2 separate regions of the Gossypium hirsutum genome follow, and region 1 is linked to region 2. The links are chromatin contacts, called in public Hi-C maps. All regions are on one chromosome and are shown on one strand. Each heading gives the region's core, a stretch centred on a gene start, on an enhancer-like site or on the middle of the called end of the contact. The rest is flanking DNA. Distances are from core to core; before and after follow the strand shown.

Region 1 (6,145 bases), core at 3,147-5,646, 190 kb after region 2:
TTCTATCTCATACTTAATGAAAAGGTATTGGTTAAAAAGGGAGAGAAAAGAAAAAAAAAAGTTTGATAGTTTTTGCTTATTGACTCCAAAGGTAATAAAGTACTTAAAATGGGAGCAAATTTTTTCCGCACCATCAAGTTGGAGCCTAACCATTAAAGTCCTAAATGAGTTTAGAAAGCATGCTAAAACTTGATTATGTTCTCTCGACTATTCTTGTACATTGGTTGGAAATACGATTGCATACACACATGAAGACGACCTATTGGTTCTATTTTTTTTTAATTGTATGATTTGTTGTTGTTACTATTTTTCGATTAACATATGAAACTTCAATTGTATTCATGAAACATGCTTACTTGCATCATTGGTGTGTAACTATGTTATCTGCTATTTATTCAAGCTAAGTATTTCTTTAAGATTACATGTGTATAATTATTAATTTTGTTTGGGGACAAACAAAAGAAAGTTAAGCATGAGTGTGATAAATGCTCATAGTTCATGTATTCTAGGCTCTTATTATTTTACTTTTTATTGATCTTCAAGTAAAATATTATGCCTTTTAACTTCATTTGCATGTTTAGTATTATATTTACATACATCAACATTTTTATTTATTTCTACTTTGACTTTATATTAGTTATTGATAAATAATTATGCGTTTTTGTGACATTAATCAAGTGCATTCGTTGGAATGCAAGGTTGAGGATTATCAAGAGCAAAACCGAGGAGGGTCGAAGGACGAGTAGGTCACGACCCAAAATACTCCAACCCCAACGTGGATTGTGCAACTGTTTAAACACTTGACGCTCGCACTTCAACTCAAACGTGATGCCTTGGCTTCAAGCTGCCACCTGTCCTAGTACAATTGACCCTGTGAGCCCTAGCACCGTGCTACCAAGCCACGACACCAAGCATGCATGACATGGAATTTCTTTATCGTTTTGACTCTAGACTCAAGGCTATTTTTAACCTTTTTTTTTTCAAATATTAAAGTCCAAGCAAGTATTGTGACATTAATTTAGGTCAAATAGGCTTTATAAATAGGACATTTTGAGAGGGTTAGATAATTTCTATTGCATTGAACTTTCAGCTTTTGCAACTTATTGCTTTTTGCGTTTTTCTTATTTTATGGATTGGTAAAATCTCTTTTCTATTTAAATGAATTTTAAAGTTTGTCAAATCTAATTGTAATTTAGTATTTGTATATCTTCTGGTTTAATTATGAATATTTGGGTTTAATGAATATAGAGTTCATATACAATTGCTTAGAATATTTGCCTTGTTAATTAGAATTGTTAAATCCATAATTGCTTAATTGATTCTAGTACTTGTGTAACATAGATAGGTATGAAGAGATATGCATTCTATGTTGTGCGAGCATGTGATCCAACTTAAATAAACCCCACTTGTATTTGTTTGTTGGTTAGAACTAGACTTCTCTCAATCTTAATGCTACCATTAAGCTAAATTATAGGCACAAAGTTATAAGGTTGCTTATTGGTAAAGGAAATAATTTCAAACAAAATACCCCTTGATTATCGAAACGGTAAGGAAAAATTGATTGCCAAGCGCGACGTCAACTATTAGCAAACCCAATGATTAATCTTTCACGTTTTATAAATCCATTAAAGGGGTAAACGCTGAGCACGAGTTTTAAAGCTACTCAACTTTTGATTATCACTTTCTTTTTTTTTTTTGCTAAATTTTAATTTTAGTTTTCTTAAATAATCCCCCTCATCTTTGTTTTGTTTAAGAAATAGAATTATTATCGATTACTATCTGCAAGTTTATTTTTTAGGAATTATTTTTGATCTCGAGAACTGCAACCATTTTCTATCTATGGGATGAGGCATCTTTTGTACCCAAAAACAATATTGGTTTAGAGTTAATTTCAAGGTTTTTAAAACAATGAATTCAAACGGATATCAGATTGAAAACGAAATCGAAGTTGTTCTTCATGTACACTAAGAAACGAAAGTTTGAGTAAAGGGTTCTAACCGGTTGTCTAGCCGTCTACGAGCATTACCAGTCACTTGTGGAGAAACGACTCTTGGTTGATGACATCTTTGAGGTTGGCTTTCAAGTATGTTCTGAAGGTAATGTTCCGAGACAAGAAAAGCTACCGCAAAAACATTTCGAGCCCTTAGGCTGAACCCTAATTTCCCCATAGCTAAAAGTGAGCTCCTCGCCTTCTTTTATGTCTTTCGAAGCAAAGAAACAAAGACGAGGCAAAAGAGCTCCTGAACTTCTTACAAGTACTGTTGATAGATTACCACCGTCACATGAATGGTTAATGAAGCGAGCAAAATTTCCAGCTCTTGTGGCATCTATGTTAATTCGCAAGCATGCATTCCCAGATGGAAGATGTTCCCTAACAACAAGAAGAGCAGACGAAAAGTGGTCATCTGAAGCAAGTTTATCGTAGATTTGTTGCCTCCTCCTAGCTTCTTTGGTTGTTAACAGCTCACCTATCAAAGTAGATTGCAAATTTAACAGCATTTTAAGGGCTAATCTCCACACAATTATGCATCGCACATGAGAAACAATAAAAGAAATTACTTTCATCGAAATATATCTAAAGCAATTTCTTTGAGACAGCATGTTTCCCTGATGCTTTGGTGAATGAATTATCATTCAAGCCCTCGGCATTTCTTCAAGAAGTTTGCAAAAACCTTACGTAGCAGCATTAATTACAACCAGACCGAGATGGATTTGTATTTGGCAAGGAAAAGACACATGAAAGTTGTACAACAGTAAGAACCACAAAGAAAGGACAAGAAGATGGTGACAACCAGTGAGCAGAAACGAGTTGATGCTAGGAGGAAATGGGGAGAAAGCTAGCTGGATTGCTCAGGACTTTCAATGGTAAGAACTACAAAAGCAAGGACAAGACAACGGTAACTGCTAGAGAGAAGAAAATGAGTCTTGATACAAGGTAAACATCAGTCAGATAATAAGGAAAGACAGCTGGCATTTTGCTAAATATGCCAAGTTGTCATCAATTGGCGACACAAAGCCAAATAGCATGGGGGAACAGGGAGAAAGCTAGCTGGACTGTTAAAGATTTACTATAGTAAGAACAAAAAGCAAAACGAACATGAGCTAATCACAAAGCAGAATAGCATGGGAAACCCCTCTTGGGTGTTGGGTTGGGGAGAACCAGGAAGCTAGCTGGATTAGTGGACAAGACAGCAACAGCTAGAAAGCAGAAAGGAATAGATGCAAGGCAAACATCAGCTGATCAGAAATGAGTGACGGCCCCAATTTTGCTAAAGGTGCCAAGTTGTTACACATCGGTGACTCGAAGCAAAAAGCTAATTGCTAGAGCAGAAATATTACCTGGCCTGCATCATTAATTTGTGATGGTGTTCTCTCAATGTTGTGCACACATATATCTTCAAAGTTCATTTTCCGATGGAAATTAACGAAAAAAGGGAAGGAAAGGCTAACTAAATTTATCAGACAAAGATACTAAAAAGTAAATAACCACAACAGTTTCAAACATTCAATAAAAGATTAATTTTAGAGAAAAAATGGAGGTTAAGTGTTGAAATGAAGTACCTGAATACTCACAGATGAACTGGCCTTGCTGAATCCACTGAGCAGCATATAATCCCCACCCTTTTCTTACATCCTTCACAATCTTCAATTGAACTTGTATTCCTCTCTGACTCAACCGATTCCCACACTCCAAACGGCAGCCGCAACTCGGTCCACACTCACTCCTTATCCCCATCCCCTCGTCCCCTTCCAATTCCATGCACGGACATCCAATCACATTGTCTTCGCTCACTTTTTCACACCTCTCACACTCACACCCTGACTCGTCCATCACACTCACCCAGCTCCCCCCGAGGAGATCCATTGAGTCAAGAGTACAACCCATTTCAGCATCCGACGAGCCTGAGTCGGGAAGGACCAGAGTTTGCGACGAGTTGGGCCCCCAAAATTGGCGGTTTAAAGAAGAAGAAGAAGAAGAAGAGGGGATTATTTGAGAAGGGGTATAGAAGAAATAGGCATAAGGGTATTGATCGACGGTGTTGTGAAATGAGATGGGAAAGTTTTCAAAAGATCTTGAAGCGTCAAGGGAGCGGTAGAGAGTGATGGAGTGGGCGGCTCGGTGAAGGGTTTTGCAGGTGAGGGAGACATTAGCCAGTTCTTGAGGGGTTAGCCATGGAAGGATAAGGTCTGCGCATTGCAAGAAAGCATGGCTCAAGCCTAGTTTGTTTTGGGGGGGTTTTTTGGGTGATGGCGGCAACATGGAAAACCATCGATCTCATCAGCTTCACTCCTGTAATGAATTATAGACTTTCGGATTGTTTAATTGGATTTTTTTTTTTTAATTTGAACCTAAAAGTTAATCACCTTTCAAAAAATATACAATATATATATATCACAGCATATGTGGGGAAATCGTCTAAATTAGCTATATATGTAAAAAGTAAAAAAATATAGAAAATAAATTGATTTCGGAGGGAAACTGTAAAAGAGCATCCAACTATACAGGTGGTAACAAAGCACACCCATCTTTAAATTGCTTTTTTTTAATATAATTAATATCTTTAGTTAAATAATTAAATGTTAATAATTTTGTCTTAAGTCCTTGGTTTGATTTCAGGGGCGAAATTAGGGGATTGAAAAATTTTCATTTAAGTTTTCTTGAAGTTTTTAAAATTTTAAATTAGTAAAGGTAAAATTATATTTCGGCCCCTAAAAAAATAAAAATTTGATTTAATCCTTTAGAATTTATAAAGATAGTGGCTATTAAAATGGTGAAACTGTATTTTTACTATCGTAAAAGTTACAATTTAATCTGGCTTCGCCCCTGTTTGATTCCTCTCTTACTCACATTTGTATTTTTTATTTCATGTTATTTTAAATTTTTTATTATTTTTAATTAATTTTTTTAACATATTAGCTCATTTGATTAAATAGTTAAATAATAATGATTTTATGTTTAAGTCCCAAGTTCAATTCCTCCTCTTCTAAATATATTTGTAATTTTTTAAAAATAAAAAAATTTGAAAACAATATATTTATTAATTAAAAATAAAACTAAAAATTACAAATGTATTTAGAAGAGGAGAAATTGAACTTGGGATTCAATGATAAAATCATAATTATTTAACTAAGGGAGCTAATATGTTAAAAATGTTAATTAAAAATAATAAAAAAGCTTAAAACAATATGAAATAAATTATAAATATGTTTAGAAGAGGAGGAATTGAAATTGGGACTCGAGGATAAAATCATTATCATTTAATTATTTAACCAAATGAGCTAATATGTTAAAAAAATTAATTAAAATTAATAAAAAGCTTAACATGAAATAAAAAATACAAATGTGAATGAGAAAGGAATCGAGCGACTCAAAACTAAAATCATTTTTTTTTGAAATAAAGACTGGGATTTTATTAAATTGAAAAAATAGAATAAAAATAAACAAAAATCAGACCCAATAAAGCCCAATCCAAATGAAATCGTAAAGACAAGACCTGAAAAAACAAAAAAAAAATAGAGAAACAACCTAAAGGCCAATCCAGCAACAAACTCTCCAGAAAATGGAAGGACGCAAACAAAAATAAAATAAGATAAATAAAATAAGATAAATAAAAACCATCCCGTCAAATCAAGAAACGTCTGGAAGCCATAAATTCTGATGACTAGTCATTTCCAATGCTCCAGAACATCTTGTCGATAGCTATCCCCAAAATCTTTTAACTTTCATTTTGCTATCTACTTTCATTACTCATCTGCACATTTCTCCTTCATTCTGGTTCTTTAAGCCAAGTTTCTGCCGAGGCGAAGGCGTGACCTTCCAGATCTTCTCCCATCAGATAAGTATCTTCTTCTTTCTCGAGCGCGATCTTTGCTAATCTATGGGCATATGTGTTCTCCGATCTGTGAATAAACTGAAAAATAACTTCTTGAAAATCTGCTTTCTTCTTCTGAATATCGCTGATAATGGCACCGATAACTGACTTGTCTGTAGAAGTTGCTTGACATTTTTTTATAACTGATTTTGAATCCCCCATGAGTCTGACTGATTGGATTCTAAGTGAACTCCCTAATTTTGCACCTTTCAGGCACGCATAAGCCTCTGCTGCAAAAGGTGAGGGGACATCTCTGTGGATAACCGTCTTTA
Region 2 (5,819 bases), core at 2,730-5,229:
GTTTTTCCCACTAATCCTCTGAGAATATCTTAATGTGACAGAATCAATAGACTCCTGAAGTGATGATGGAAATGGCACCTCATCAGGTGGGACATATCGAAGTATCAGCACGGAAATAGCTACCATAGTAAATGCAAGAAGTGTACCCACGCTGACCTGCAAAGGAAAGGCAACTTTTAGGAGTTCTGTGTTGGCATAAGCGTCCAAGGGGCTCTTGATAATATTGAAACTTAAGCAGGAGGAGCTTGATTCATGGAAATCATGTGACATTAATCTTTGTGATAAAGCAAAGGCCTTGTCTGTAGAATATAAAACAACGTAACAAAACAAAACGCAGCCTTCTTTGCATGGAATCAAAACTCAAAAGAAACTAGGTCAGTAATCAGCCTATTAACGATGTATTGCAAACTGTAAATGATCAAACAACTTACAGCAACAATTAGAGATGCATCGTTATATGGTAAAAGTTCCCCTTTTTTAAATGCTATGTTATGCGAACTCAGATGTGAGTGTCAAATGCATGTATGTTTGGTCTTTTCTAGGTTGTCCAATGTACTTGACGGGTCCTTGGAGTTCACAATGTCCAAATAAATGTCAGACTCATGCACTTCAAGAACAATGAAGAGCCAGAACAACAAACATTCAATTAACTAAGAATGAGTCACCATATTAACAAAATGCACTCAATATCAAGTAATGCAAGCATTGCAAACACACAGCTGCATGCTTATATCAATGTTTAAATTTAGACAATAATAATGTGATCCAGACCACAAAATCCAAATAGGGGGGAAATCTTAACCCAATTGCAAGAAATGCCTACTTACCATCCCTGCCAACTGTGAAACATCCATGAAGAATGACAAGGTAGCAGCAACTAGACCAGTTGCCAATGTGCTCTTGATAGGAACTTGGCTGCTTTTATTAACTTCTGAAAAAAAGGATGGCAGCAAACCATCTCTAGCCATTGCCAAAAGAATTCGAGGCTGAAACACACAATTAATTAATCAAATAACATAAAATAGAAAAAATTAAGATCTAAGATCCATCATGTAGGATTTAAGTGCTAGCAATTTATTAATTATAGATTAGGACCCTAAGCAGGTAAGTAGAAGTGTAGACGACATAGCATTGAATATTTAGTTTAGACATACCATTACATTTAACATATCTGGCTATCAAGTTTATTAGTAGTAAGAAATCCTTATCGAATCCAAAATGCTATACTAACTGAAAGGGATCTCAAGTGTAATTAAATCTTACATGGTTGTACTGGTACCAATAAAACTTGTTTCATACCTGAGGGAGAAGTGAGCCCATTAATGTTGAACAAAGAGCAGTAACCGCTCCAATGGTTATTATGTAACTGAAATCAGAACATGAAGGTTCCCCATGTAAAAAGGCTTGAGAAAATAAAAGACAAATAAATAAACACTTTGAATGCACCATGAATACTCACGCTGCCCATTGCATCCCATGGCTAGCAAAAGCAGATGAGATGGGAGTGTCAGGATCCATTGCATAATAGGGGACCAGACCAACAATCACTATAGAGACCAGCATGTACAATCCACAACAAATGGAGAGGGCTGTTGCAATACCCAAAGGCAAATCCCGTTGGGGATTCTTCACCTACAATACATGATTTCAAATATTTCAGATCACTAGGAAGACTACTTCAATATGGAGTAAACTACTATAAGAAACCATATACCTCCTCGGCAGTACTGGCAACCGAATCAAATCCGATATATGCAAAGAAGACTGTCGCAGACCCAGCAAGCATTCCATCCACCCCAAAGGGAAAATACCTATGGGATAAAAACATTACATAACAAATTTTGAACACTATCATATCAGCAAGGAAATAAAGCATGAAATGCCAGTTACCCAGTAGGAAGTTTGTATCCAGCCCATCCAGTGTTGTAACCCAGATAACCTCCCGCCACTATAACAAAGATCATGGCACATACATTTGCAGTGGTGACGATTCCTTGTGCAAATGTACTCTGCATCAGAGGAGCATAGAGGTTTTAAATTTAAGGTATCAAAGTGGTCATCACCCACACACCTAAAAAGGAAAAGGAGATGGAAATGGAAAACGATAGGAGATCGACAGCACCTCCTTGATTCCCACACACAAGAGCCCTGTCACAATGAAAACTAGAATTGCGGCACATGGATCTACCACAACATCAAGCCCAGGAATATATTGACGAGATAGAAAAATAGGTAGGCTATCTTCACCCCCAAAAAGCAAAGCCTAGATGCAAATATCAAAAGATAATTAATGAAATATAAATAGAAAATAATATAATGCAGCTCCCACACACAAAAACCTCAAGTACCTTGCCTCCAATCCCCGACCCAACAAACCCAGCCAAACGGGAAAAAAGTCAAAAAAGTTCTACCAAGTAAATTCACAAACCAGATTAGGTGAAATGCCACGAGCAACAGCTGCACCACCAATTGTGTACTCCAGTATCAGAGCCCAACCAATCAACCAGGCAACACTGCAAAATGACATTTGCTTGTATCAGAGGCTGGAAACTGATAAATCCATGAGAAACAACATTGTACCAATAAAGCCACTGTTTTTCCCCTTCTAACAAAGGAACATTTAACTTCTAAAGTTAAATCCTAATATCAAATTTTCAAATTGCAATTTACCCTTCACCAACACAAATGTATGAATAATGATAGGCACTGCCAGCAGACGGGCAACGACTAGCAAGCTCGGCATAGCAAAAAGCAGAGAGTGCAGCAGCAATTCCAGCTATTAGAAAGGAAATGGCAAGAGCTGGCCCTGAATGCTCTCTCGCAACTGTTCCAACAAGAATATAAACTCCAGCTCCAATTGTTGATCCAACACCTAATCACAAAGCACCAAAATTCACAATAAGCTATCTATTGTATATATAAAAATAAAAGCCGGTAAAAACAACATAATCTTAAAAGTAAAAAGAACTAAAACAAGGCAACCCTCCCAGCTAGAAGAAATAAAATCAAACCACACATAACTCGAAAACAAGAATAGTCCCAAATCAATATGAGGAAATAAGTTTTAAAAAAATGGTAATTAACAACAAAACTGTGAATAACGATCCGAACCCATCATACAAAAATAAAAATAGAACCCTGAAAATTTAATATAAAACAACTAAAAACATAAAATCCGCATCAAAATTTCTCCCAAAAAGAAAATAACTAAAAATAGATCAGATAATCGAATGTTCAGACTGCTATGAAGTTTAAAAAAGAACAGCAAAAATACAAAAAAGGCCATCATAATTTTCCCCGAAAAACAGCTAAGCAACACAGCCGATAATAAAAATAAAACACACACACACCACATAAAAAAAGTTCAGGATCAGATCCCCCACCCCCCACTAAAAACAATATTGAATTCTCCCTCCCCTTTCCCCCCTGGGCAAAAGACTACCCCAAAAGAAGTATAAAACATGAAATAATACCAATTGCTATGAGATGTGGAACTGTCAACTCTTTAGCCAACTGATGATGACCAGAACGCTTGGAATGAGCAGAATCTACTTGTTTTCTTCTTACCAAACTCTTTAAACCACCCCATGAAGATCCAAACCCTTCCTTTTGGGAATCAACCAAAACACCCATGAAGAATTTCCAACCAACTTTATCAAATTTCCCCCAAATATAAACTTTTTAATTAATAGTATTTCACAAACCTGGCTTTTGAAAAAAAAACAAATTTATGAACAATAAATTTCTAGAAAGCTAGAAAAAAAAAGAACTATTAACATTAATATCAGCCCCCTGAACCCTTTCAATATATAAATTTGGTTCAAAGAAACCTTTGAATTTTCTTATTTATTGTTGATGAAAGGGAAACAAGAGAGGCCGGTTTTAGAAGAGAGAAAAAACTTTTTTTCTCTCTGTTCAAGCTTTTACTTGGTGGTGCTTCTAAGAAATGATAAAATTTAGTTTTTAAAGAGTAATGAAACAGCCCGTTGCCCATTGATTAGGAACCAACAATAATCGGGCTACCCGAGAATGATTTTCTTAGGATAATAAAATACTACTATACCACGTTATTTATTTATTTTTATTATTTTATTGACGTGACATCCACGTAGAAGTTCAAGTGTAGCAAGTAATTAATATTTTAAAATTTTAAAAATATTTTTTTTATAATTCTTTAATAATAATTTAATATTTTTTAAACTTTTTTTAATAATTTTTTAAAATTTTTATATATAGACTGTTATGGTAATCTATGCGTATGTTATATTAACAAAGTTAACAAATGAGCTAAAAGAGATGAAATTTTAAATAGAAAGATAAAATAATTTTTTTGTAAAGTTGAAGACCAAATAAATTGTTATCCTTTAAATAAATAACAATAATTTATTAAATCTTATATTAAAGATGTCTTCTTTTAAAATTTATCAAATAATGAATTTTGGTGGAGTTATAACAAATTCTTTTATTTTAAGGTAATATAAATGTAAAAAAATACAAAAGTATTTATGGTTTGAGGAGGAGTTATAGATAATTCTAGCATTGCGTCAAAAAAATAAATATGTGCTTAAATAAAAATAAATATTAGATTAGATAATTATCTTCTCTATATAATTTTGAAAATAAATTTTCAAATTCATAAAGTATTATCTTTTTTTAGAGGAAAGATATTATCTATATTTTAAACTTTAAATATATATATATAGTGGCAAAGTTAAGGGCCTGGCAGGGCTCCGACCCTCCTAAAATAGAAATTTTTTTATAATTTATAAAATTTTAAATTAATAATGATAAAATTACACTTTGGCTCCCTCAAAAATAATAAAAATTTGATTTAATTTTTTAAAAATTATAAAGATATAGACTATTAAAATAGTAAAATTATATTTTTACCAATCATAAAAAGATAAAATTTAATTCTATCCTCCCAAAAATAATTTTCTAGCTCCACCGCTATATATATATATTAAATAGAATTTTTCACATGCATTTACTATGAATTCGCATTATTAAATCTAATATTTTGTAAGTTCATATCAGTAGCCTATCTCAATAAAAGAAATTAAATTATAAAATGGATACAATTTTATTAATTTTTAAAAATAGCATTTTAGTAAACTATACATCTTTTAATTTAAAAATACTTATATATTATAGCTTCTTTAAAAAATTAAAACTTTTTAGAACATAATTTCATTTTTTTTATATAAATTATCTAGAGAATGAGCCTACCAATTAAGAAAAAAAAATCAAGATACATAGACAGAGTCAAGGAGAAAATGTGTTTTATTAATTTGTATGGCTTAACTCTTTTTTTTGACAAGTATAATATTATTTTTATATAAATTGTATGTTTCATAATTTTTAGTAGCAAATTAAAAGCATAGAAAAATAATAGATTTAAATGTACAAAAAGTTTATATATAATTTTAGAATGTTTAAAAAAGAAAGACAGAAAAATCAAAATCCATGGACGGAGTCAGATAAAACGTGATATTAACTTTTAGGGGGCATTTGGTTGGGGGAATAGGCATGCATTCCCCCCCTATTCCGCGGACCCACAACCAAACAGGCGTTTGGTTGGCTGTAATGTTATTACAGCCCGAATCGGCTCCGCCCCTATTACCTCCATTTCCCGTAATAGCCATTACACCCCTCAGCGCCGATTAGGGATTCCGCCCGCATTTCATCTTTTCTATTCCATTTTTTGTCCTCATCAAGCTTCCGATTCTCCCACGTTTCCCTTCCAGGGGTAATTTCTTTTCCCTTCCATCGGTTCTACCATCGGTTCTTCTCGTTCGTTTCTTTTATTTTCTTCATTT

The links. Hi-C and Micro-C count contacts between places; a contact is called where the count stands out from the background.
Region 1: a Hi-C map of leaf shows a contact between it and region 2, with 2.6 times the contacts expected there. The contact joins the promoter of LOC107913635 here to the promoter of LOC121223092 in region 2. A contact is called at or near these places in 3 of 34 Hi-C or Micro-C datasets (all in leaf).

The regions. Positions count from the first base shown.
Region 1 is chrD11:51,478,643-51,484,787 of Gossypium_hirsutum_v2.1, forward strand. LOC107913635 (histone-lysine N-methyltransferase SUVR3) reads right to left here and starts at 4,397. Exons shown (of 2, transcript XM_016842283.2): 1 at 3,562-4,397; 2 at 1,898-2,468. The coding sequence starts at 4,261. The coding sequence ends at 2,080. It overlaps LOC107911187, which reads right to left. Exons shown (of 5, transcript XM_016839067.2): 5 at 5,769-6,145. The coding sequence ends at 5,769.
Region 2 is chrD11:51,289,134-51,294,952 of Gossypium_hirsutum_v2.1, forward strand. LOC121223092 (cationic amino acid transporter 2, vacuolar) reads right to left here and starts at 3,980. Exons shown (of 14, transcript XM_041104087.1): 1 at 3,474-3,980; 2 at 2,671-2,872; 3 at 2,429-2,513; 4 at 2,123-2,263; 5 at 1,891-2,009; 6 at 1,715-1,811; 7 at 1,460-1,632; 8 at 1,300-1,366; 9 at 828-986; 10 at 1-156. The coding sequence starts at 3,633. It overlaps LOC107904096, which reads left to right and starts at 5,512. Exons shown (of 4, transcript XM_041104088.1): 1 at 5,512-5,749.